Linked DNA regions of Mus musculus: region 1 is linked to region 2. A link is a contact called in public promoter capture Hi-C data. All regions are on one chromosome and are shown on one strand. Each heading gives the region's core, a stretch centred on a gene start, on an enhancer-like site or on the middle of the called end of the contact. The rest is flanking DNA. Distances are from core to core; before and after follow the strand shown.

The links. Promoter capture Hi-C pulls out the DNA fragments that hold promoters and counts their contacts.
Region 1: a contact with region 2 is called in a promoter capture Hi-C map of liver. The contact joins the promoter of Lbp here to the enhancer-like site in region 2. A contact is called at or near these places in 8 of 39 promoter capture datasets (the 3T3-L1 cell line, 3T3-L1-derived adipocytes, embryonic stem cells and 4 more), 1 of 484 Hi-C or Micro-C datasets (bone marrow-derived macrophages) and 3 of 9 other capture datasets (adipose tissue, liver and pancreatic islet).

The regions. Positions count from the first base shown.
Region 1 is chr2:158,304,717-158,308,515 of GRCm38.p6, forward strand. Lbp (lipopolysaccharide binding protein) reads left to right here and starts at 1,777. Exons shown (of 15, transcript NM_008489.2): 1 at 1,777-2,077. The coding sequence starts at 1,954.
Region 2 is chr2:158,037,377-158,041,381 of GRCm38.p6, forward strand. All of the region lies in intron 2 of Rprd1b (regulation of nuclear pre-mRNA domain containing 1B), which reads left to right. Among named protein-coding and RNA genes, the nearest start is that of Rprd1b, 11 kb to the left of the region's middle. Within about 2 kb of position 2,490, at least 2 of the 459 cell types and tissues checked have an H3K27ac peak or open chromatin away from gene starts, as enhancers often do. A contact at or near this core is called in liver, where this site is marked.

The DNA of each region.
Region 1 (3,799 bases), core at 527-3,026, 270 kb after region 2:
GGGAGTGGTCAGGGAAGGGTTCCCGGAGCCAAGGGTGGAACAAAGTTTGAAATTACTGGAAATTATGGGCAAAAGCTGAAAACACAGGCCCATCCCTACTGTAAATCTTGTTTTCTGCTTTGGAATTTTATTATCTTTACTTACTACAAACATACAAATCTCCAGGACCACATCTCAGTGCCCAGTAAGCTACAGAGTTACATGTCCTGTGTGTGCTGAGAACTCATTCTACCACACAGTTAGATCTTGAGCCACAAATACCCACAATCCTCCCTCCTAAGCAGAGACAGCCCTCCATAACTTCTTGACAATTTTGACTTTGACCAAAGGCATAGAGCCCTTCAATAGTGTCATTAGGAATGGCAAGTCCCACTTATTCCTGCAGTTTTGTCACCAAACCAGACCCAGATGCTGCCCTCTGCCTCTTGGAAGCTGGTCCTTGAGAGATGAGAGCTGGCAGGTGAGATTTATTCAGGTTTATTCAAGGGCTGGCAACCTGGATAGTCCAGGGAGCTCTAACCCTCAAAGCTTCAACATGTTCAACACAAAGAGGTTTCACAGGGAGAGAACAGACTAGACTGTGGGCAGGAAGGCTACCCATTTCTCGCAGTTTTCATGGCCCTGGGTGTGAGTCACTTTTATTTTCCTCTTACTTTCTGGCTGTGGAGCGCTTCAGTTTGGCCTCACATGCATGGGTGCTTTGTTCATGCCTTAGTATTATTCCACAGAGCCTCTGCCTCCTGCGTGCATTAGCTTTACATGCTTAGGGCTTTTCCGTGTCAACCCTCGGGGCAGTTCAGGGGAGTTGTGTTAGTTTATACTCAGGAGGAAAGGCTAAAGAGGACAGGCACTGCATGCTCTGGTGTAGTGCGAGGGTCCCTGAGGCTCTCTATTCTGTAAACCTTAGAGTGCTTATCGGGCAACATCTTTATCATAAGCTGCATTTAGAATCCTGGCACTGGGAAAGTAGAAAGGGCTTGAAGAGGATCAAGAGTTCAAGACCAACCTGGGCTACATAGGAAGACCCCCCTCCCCCATCTCAAAAAAAAAAAAAGAGAGAGAGAGAGAGAGAGGAAGGAAGGAAGGAAGAGAGAGAGAGAGAAAGAAAAGAGAAACAGAAGAATTTTCTAGAATGCAGGGAAACGGGGCACACGTGATCCTCACAAAAGGTAAAAGAGAAAGCAGAATTGGAAGGGTGACACGGCCAAGCCCAACTCTCAGAAGACAGGCACCGTCCCTCTCCCCTGCCGCCTTAGCCGGTGCTCACTCCTCTGCCCGGGTCATGCAGCGCAAGGCAGCTGACACATTAGAACTCGGACTGTTATGTACAGCAAGTTCCAGCTAGGGTCATGGGGCATCAGGATGTTCTGAGAGCTTTCGGGTGGTGTTTGGTTTGGCGTGGTGCTGGAAAGATATGCCAAGCTGCTGTTCAGACAGCTATCCCATTGCAAGGTTGGGAGGAGAAGTCCCTATTTAAACAAACAGTTAAAAGAACGGAGAGCAGGGGAAGACAATCCTACTTTTCCTTCCTGCTTTCATGGGCTGGGCTGTGACCCTGAGTGAACCTCAAATTCCTGTCTGTGACACCAGGCCTTCCTAGCAGAGAGTCAAGAAGGTTGGCAGAGGCAATGCAGAACCTCCAGAGAGTGTGGGGTTTCCCCCTTCTCCATGCAGGGGAGAATGGGAGTGGCTTATCCCCTTGGCACCAGGCCTGCCCTCCTAACCTGTGCAGTGATCACAACAATGACCCTCCCCCACCCCCCACCTCCCACCCCTGTGGTGTCGCAAGAGGGTTCCAGTCAGTGGGCCTCTCTTTCCCTGGGCCTCTCTTTCCTGCTCCCAGGAGCCCGCCCTCCCTCAAGAACCGCCCCCTAGCCCTGGGCCTTGACTAGTTAAGAACACCAGAGCCAGCCCACTCTGTCACAGTCCTCACTCCCCCACGGAGCATCCAGGATGAAGGCTGGGACTGGACCTCTGCTCTCTACATTGCTGGGGCTGCTGTTCCTGTCCATACAGGGAACTGGCGGTGTCAACCCCGGTGTGGTGGCCAGGATCACCGACAAGGGCCTGGCCTACGGTAAGAAGCCATAATATAGGCTGGCCAAGGAGGCGGGACACCAGGCACAGCCTGGATGTGAAGGGCATTGTCCCTCTGGTAGGGAGTCTGCTATACGGGTATGTGGCAATAGCTGCCATCTGGCTGGTCACTCTCCAGATATGTGACCTCAGCCCATAGCTTGTATTTTGAGGGCTGGGGGGAAGGTTTGGGGTCCAGCAGCTGAAGCAGGAGGTAAGAGAGATAAGCAGGTAGCAGTGGGCAGATAGGCTGGGAAGAGAAGGCAGACAGCCGAGGTAAACAGCCCCACACAGCAGCTGGAACCAGTTCTTTGGAAGAGTCTTGGTGGAATTTGAAACCATCACCTAAAACCACAAATCCTAAGTGAAGGCAGTTAGAGACTGGGAGGGCCAAGCAAGGCTACGGACGGGGATGGGATGTGCCCCCTTGGCATCTGAGTGGCAGTCATGTGACTTACCAAACATTAAAACTTATTGATCAGTGATTGCTTCAAGGTGAGCACTCCTTAGGTACCTTTATGCATGTCACTCCCAACTTCCCTCCCTCCCTCCTTCCTTCCTTCCTTCCTTCCTTCCTCCCTTCCTTTTTAAATGTTCATGTATTGCTGTCCTGGGAATTGCACATGCTAGGCAGGTACTTCATCACAGAGCTATGGCCGCAGCTGCACCTTCTCTTTTTTGTTTTTGAATTTTGGACAGCAACTCCCTAACTTACCCAGGCTAGCTTTGAACTCACACTATAGGTAAGGCAGGTCTTGAACTTGTGATTCTCCTGCCTCAGCCTCCTAAAGTAGCCTGGGTTCCATTTCTGCAACACCAGGCTTGATCCAACTTGACAAACTAAGAAAAGGTATTTAACAAGCTACTGAGAGTGACACAGAATTATCGTGTCCAAGGGGTGAGGGAGCTGGGATGTTTGTACAGCCCAGACCTATCACTTCGGTAGAGCCTCCATTGCCTAATCTAATGGAGGTCATAACACTGCTTCAGTTGAGTAGGGATAGTGGGATCTAAAACAGGCTATGGACAGAAGGGAAAATCAGGGAGGGCTTCCAGGGGGAGGCAAAGTAGAACCAGCAATAAGAACTAGCCAGGGACAAAGGGTGTCGTTCCATCAGAGGGATCCTGCCATATACACCCTAAAGAGGAGGTCTCATTGAAAAGGGTGAAAATGGATGTCACTAGTGACCTGTGTGCACTGCCTGGCTGGGTGCAGACTCCTATCAGGACACAGAGCGGGGCCACAAATAGCATTTGTTTGGGAACCCCAAGTCAGGGACATTTGTCTTCTGCCCCATTCCCTGGGCACATGTGCCAAGTGTGGGCACCCAGTGCTGGTTGTGTGGTTCTTTCCACACTTTTAGTAACATTAACCCTCCTTTGTTGTTCTGGGCATTAACTGAACATCTACTGTATGCCAGCCACGAGCTGCGAGCGCCTTTTCTGCTCGACAGGCCAGGCTCTGGGCTCCATAACGCCCATGAGAAAGTGATGCCTGGGAACTTGTTCAAAGCCACTTGGTTAGAAAACTGCCACAGGCAGGATTCTAGCCCTGAAATTCTCCAGTGATGTCTACACAGACCTAGTACTAAGGAGGACAAAAAAGAGGGCCACACCCAGGCACTCAGCACGCCTTTTCTTGGCATGTAGTTGGTAAAGGCCTCTCTGTTCTCGCCTGTAAAATGAGCCCACCCCCTGACAACCCTGCAGGAGGCGATGTGTA
Region 2 (4,005 bases), core at 1,240-3,739:
AGGAGTGCACTCACATAGTCTCTCACAGGGTGTCCCAAGACGCGGCAGCACTGCATCTGTCCTGGTGCTAATAGGGGTGAGTAAATATTCTTTGAGTCAGTTAGGATAATCGTGACTAACTGGGGAAAAGATGTGGTTTAAGGGTACTATCTCTGCCCTATAGGGATAATAAACTAACACTTTTATAACTCTTCGCTGTTCTGAATTAGAAAAGGGTAAGTAGAAAGGGCTACAAGGTGGATACCAAGATTCCGAGGGCTTACCTAGCATGTGGGCACATCTTAAAACCATACAGAAGCCAGGCATAGTAACACACTTCTAGAATTCCATCACTCAGAGGCCAGCCCAGGCTATGTAGTGAAACCTTGTCACAAAGAAAACAAAGAGATGTAAACAGGAGACATTGGGAAACCATCTGGGCACATTCTACCTGATGTTTCCCAGCTCCTGTCCATATGCCAGGCTGTTTAAGGTCCAGTTTGGACCATGTTTCAAGGCTTCTTTCCTTCATCCTATCATTAGAACAGAAAGTACAATAGCTACTTTAATACTGTTGTAACTCATCAACCAAGAGTAACTTAGTAAGTGTTCTTGGTGTGCTTTTGCTGTGACCAGATGGTGAACCAAGGTAGCTGACCCATTAATTCCCCAAATAATTAGCAAGATTTTTATGATGCTTCTCTACTTTCATCCCCAAGCCAAAAAAAAAGACAAAAAAAAAAAAACCCTTTGAATTCAGAAAGTTCATAGGGTAGATTTGATTTGAGTAGTGGTTTAAATAACTAGACTATGAACATATTATGCTTATGCATACCTTGTTTTCTTTAAAGTTTGGAGGTAGTTACACATTCATTATTCAACTTGTGTTTGTTCTATGCCACACACTAATCCAGAGCTTGGGGAACAGCAAGGAGGAAGGCAGATAAGAACAGTGACGTGAACAAGACACTTTGAAATGATATGGACAATTAATTAGAATAGTGTTCTAGGGTAGACTCTTCTCCATACATCTTGGGTAAGAAGGTGACATTTGAGAACCTAAGGTGGAAATAATCGTGACATCTTAAGAGGAGCAGGATGAGATGGATATGGTAAACAAAGTAAGATGTGGCCCCAGATGAGATCAGAGAGAGGAAAGGAGTGGTTCCATAGTCCCTGGGAGTCTATTCTGATAGGGTGTCAGTCAAGAACTGTAAGCCAGCGAATGAAAACATTTCTGTAGACATTATAAAAAGCCCAGGTAAAATTAGAGAAAGAAAACAAAACATAAAACAAAACCTAACCATATAACTAGGATCTTTCCCCCTCATAATCTATTTGTTAATTGTGCTGCCAGGGACAGTTCATGAAAAGTTTAACCATTTGTAAAATCATGAGTAAGCACTTTTGGTAAAATTGTACCTGAGCCAGGTGGTGGTGGTGGCGCACACCTTTAATCCCAGCACTTGGGAGGCAGAGGCAGGCAGATTTCTGAATTCAAGGCCAGCCTGGACTATAGAGTGAGTTCCAGGACAGCCAGGGCTACACAGAGAAACCCTGTCTCAAAAAACAAAAAAAAAAAAAAAATTGTACCTGAATGAAAAGTTCACTCCATTAGCAGATATCCCTCTTTTTAGTCAACTATTCTAATATATGATAAGGCAATAAGTGTATATCTTTTTATTATATTGTAGAGAAAGTTTTTATTTTTGTTAAGTTTGTTTGTTTGTGGGTTTTGGAGATAGGGTTTCTCTGTGTAGCCCTGGCTGTTCTGGAACTTACTCTGTAGACCAGGCTGGCCTCCTAAATACTGGGACTAAAGGTGTGCACCACCACCTCCTGGCAAATTAATACTTTTTAAAGGTTTCTATTAGATGCCTTTAAAAAGAAGAGATGACAGAGTGGGTAAAGGCCAGACTAGCTGAATCAGCAATCTCTGGGTACAATTGAGAGACCCTGTCTCAGTTTGTAAGGTAGAGAACAACACACACACACATTCACATACTTGCAAACCATATATATGAAAGGCCCGTGTAGAGAATGGGTTGTGAAGGGCAGGGAAACCTGAGCTCAGAAGGAGTGTTGCTGTGGTGTTGGCTAAGGTGAGATTGGTTAAGACATTTGCAGTGAGAAGGCTCTCTCCATTTATTGAATGCTTATTTTGTAGTTGGAGTCTTCACCCTTGTAAAATGTACATGATGTCTTGAAAAGGGAGCTGGTATTGAGGCAAGAAAGAGATTTTTAGTGTGAGTCGATGGCTGGTCTGAACCGAGGACTGGGAAGCTTTGGTGGAGGAAGTAATTTTTGTTTTGTTTTGGCCATGTTAAGTTTGAGACGGCTGGTTAGGTGTTTCAAGTGGCAATTGTGGGTGGACACATGGTTAAACTAGTATCAAGTTCACAGAAACTTAGTCTTTGTTATTTTATGTATATGAGCATTATGTCTACATGTGTGCCTGCTTGATCACATGTGTGCCTAGTGGCCACAGAGGCCACACAGGGCATCAGATTTCCTGGAACTGGAGTTGCAGGCAGTTGTGAGATTCCATGTGGATTCCAGGAATCAAATCTGGGTCCTCTGAAATAGCAGCAAGTGCTGTGGTTGCTGAGCCATTTCTCCAGGACCCCTCTCCCCCTAATTTCTATTTTTTTAAAAAATAAACCCTAAAATTTCATTTGTCATTTGTGTGTATACACACTCATGTGTATGTACATGTGCTATAGCAAACACACAGAGTTCCAGAAGTCAGGTCACTCCTTCCACCATGTGGAATCCCAGGAATTTAACTCAGGTTGTCAGGCTTGGTGGCCTTAATTCCTGATTCTAGACTTAATTTCTTGAGAGGTAAATCAGGAGTTATTGCCAAATACATGATAATTCCTTATTGTTTGTGGGTCTTTATACTTCTCCCAGGTGGGTAATTTCCTGGGAGGTATCATGGTTGTTAGGTTTTATTGCGCTCAGGGATACAGAACAGTCAGCAAAGGGGAGAGGTGCATGGGTAATTGTGACAGGAGGTGGGAAGGGACTCAGCACCCAGAGCCTCCTCTAGGATTTGTGGAGGGTGCTTTTGTCACTGTTCCTGCAGAGTAAGTAGGCATTCACTTAGAGCCATGTTGTTCACACAAGTGAGGCACCCAGATCATTTGGGAGTGGAGAGTGTCCTGATCCCCACTTCCACCCTCACCCCAATCTCCAGGTCCGCTCCTGTCTTAGCTTTCTGTCACGGTGGAAGAATGCCAGAGAGAAACAAGGGAGTAAGGATGTAGCTGGGCTCATGGTTGCAAAGGCTTCAGTTCATGCTGCCAGCTCCTCCTCTTCTGGGCTGCAGGGAAGCAGAGCATCACAGCAGAAAGTGTGTGATTGAGCCTCTTGATGGCTTAGTGGCAAATATTTTAAAAACACTTTTCACTTAGATAGCTCTCATATACACATTATTATTTATTTGTTTGTTTTGTTTTGGAGACAAGTTTTCATGCTGCCCAAACTAGCCTTCAAAGAATTTGTGTGGTCAGGAATGGCTTTGAATGGATTCTCCAGCCTTCCCCCTTGAGTCCTGAGATTGCAGGCATGGACCACCATGCCCAGTTTATGCACTGCTGGGGATCAAACTCAGGGCTTTGTACATTCGAGGCAAGCACATTGCCAAATGCTATACATCCCCAGCCTCAAGAATCTCAGTGAACCTGGGAAAGTAGTGCCCCATCTTTTGTCAACTGCTTTCCTGCTCTAGCCACATCTGATTTTAGGTACCACAATGATGTCTACTTCACCGCAGTGCCTTACTTGAAAACCAGTTTGTTTAATTTATGACTTGAATTACTTTGATGCAAAAGAGTTGGAAGTCAAGTATATTTATATAAAAATTTTAAAAATTCATTTAAAAAAAGATTGATTCAGCCAATATGGTGTCTGTGAAAACAAGCCCCTTCTCGGAGGCTTCAAGTTACCTTCAGATGGGAAGAATAAACAGGTCTCCTGTGCAGCAGGTGAGAGGGATGGGTCGTGTGAAACCCATGAAGGAGC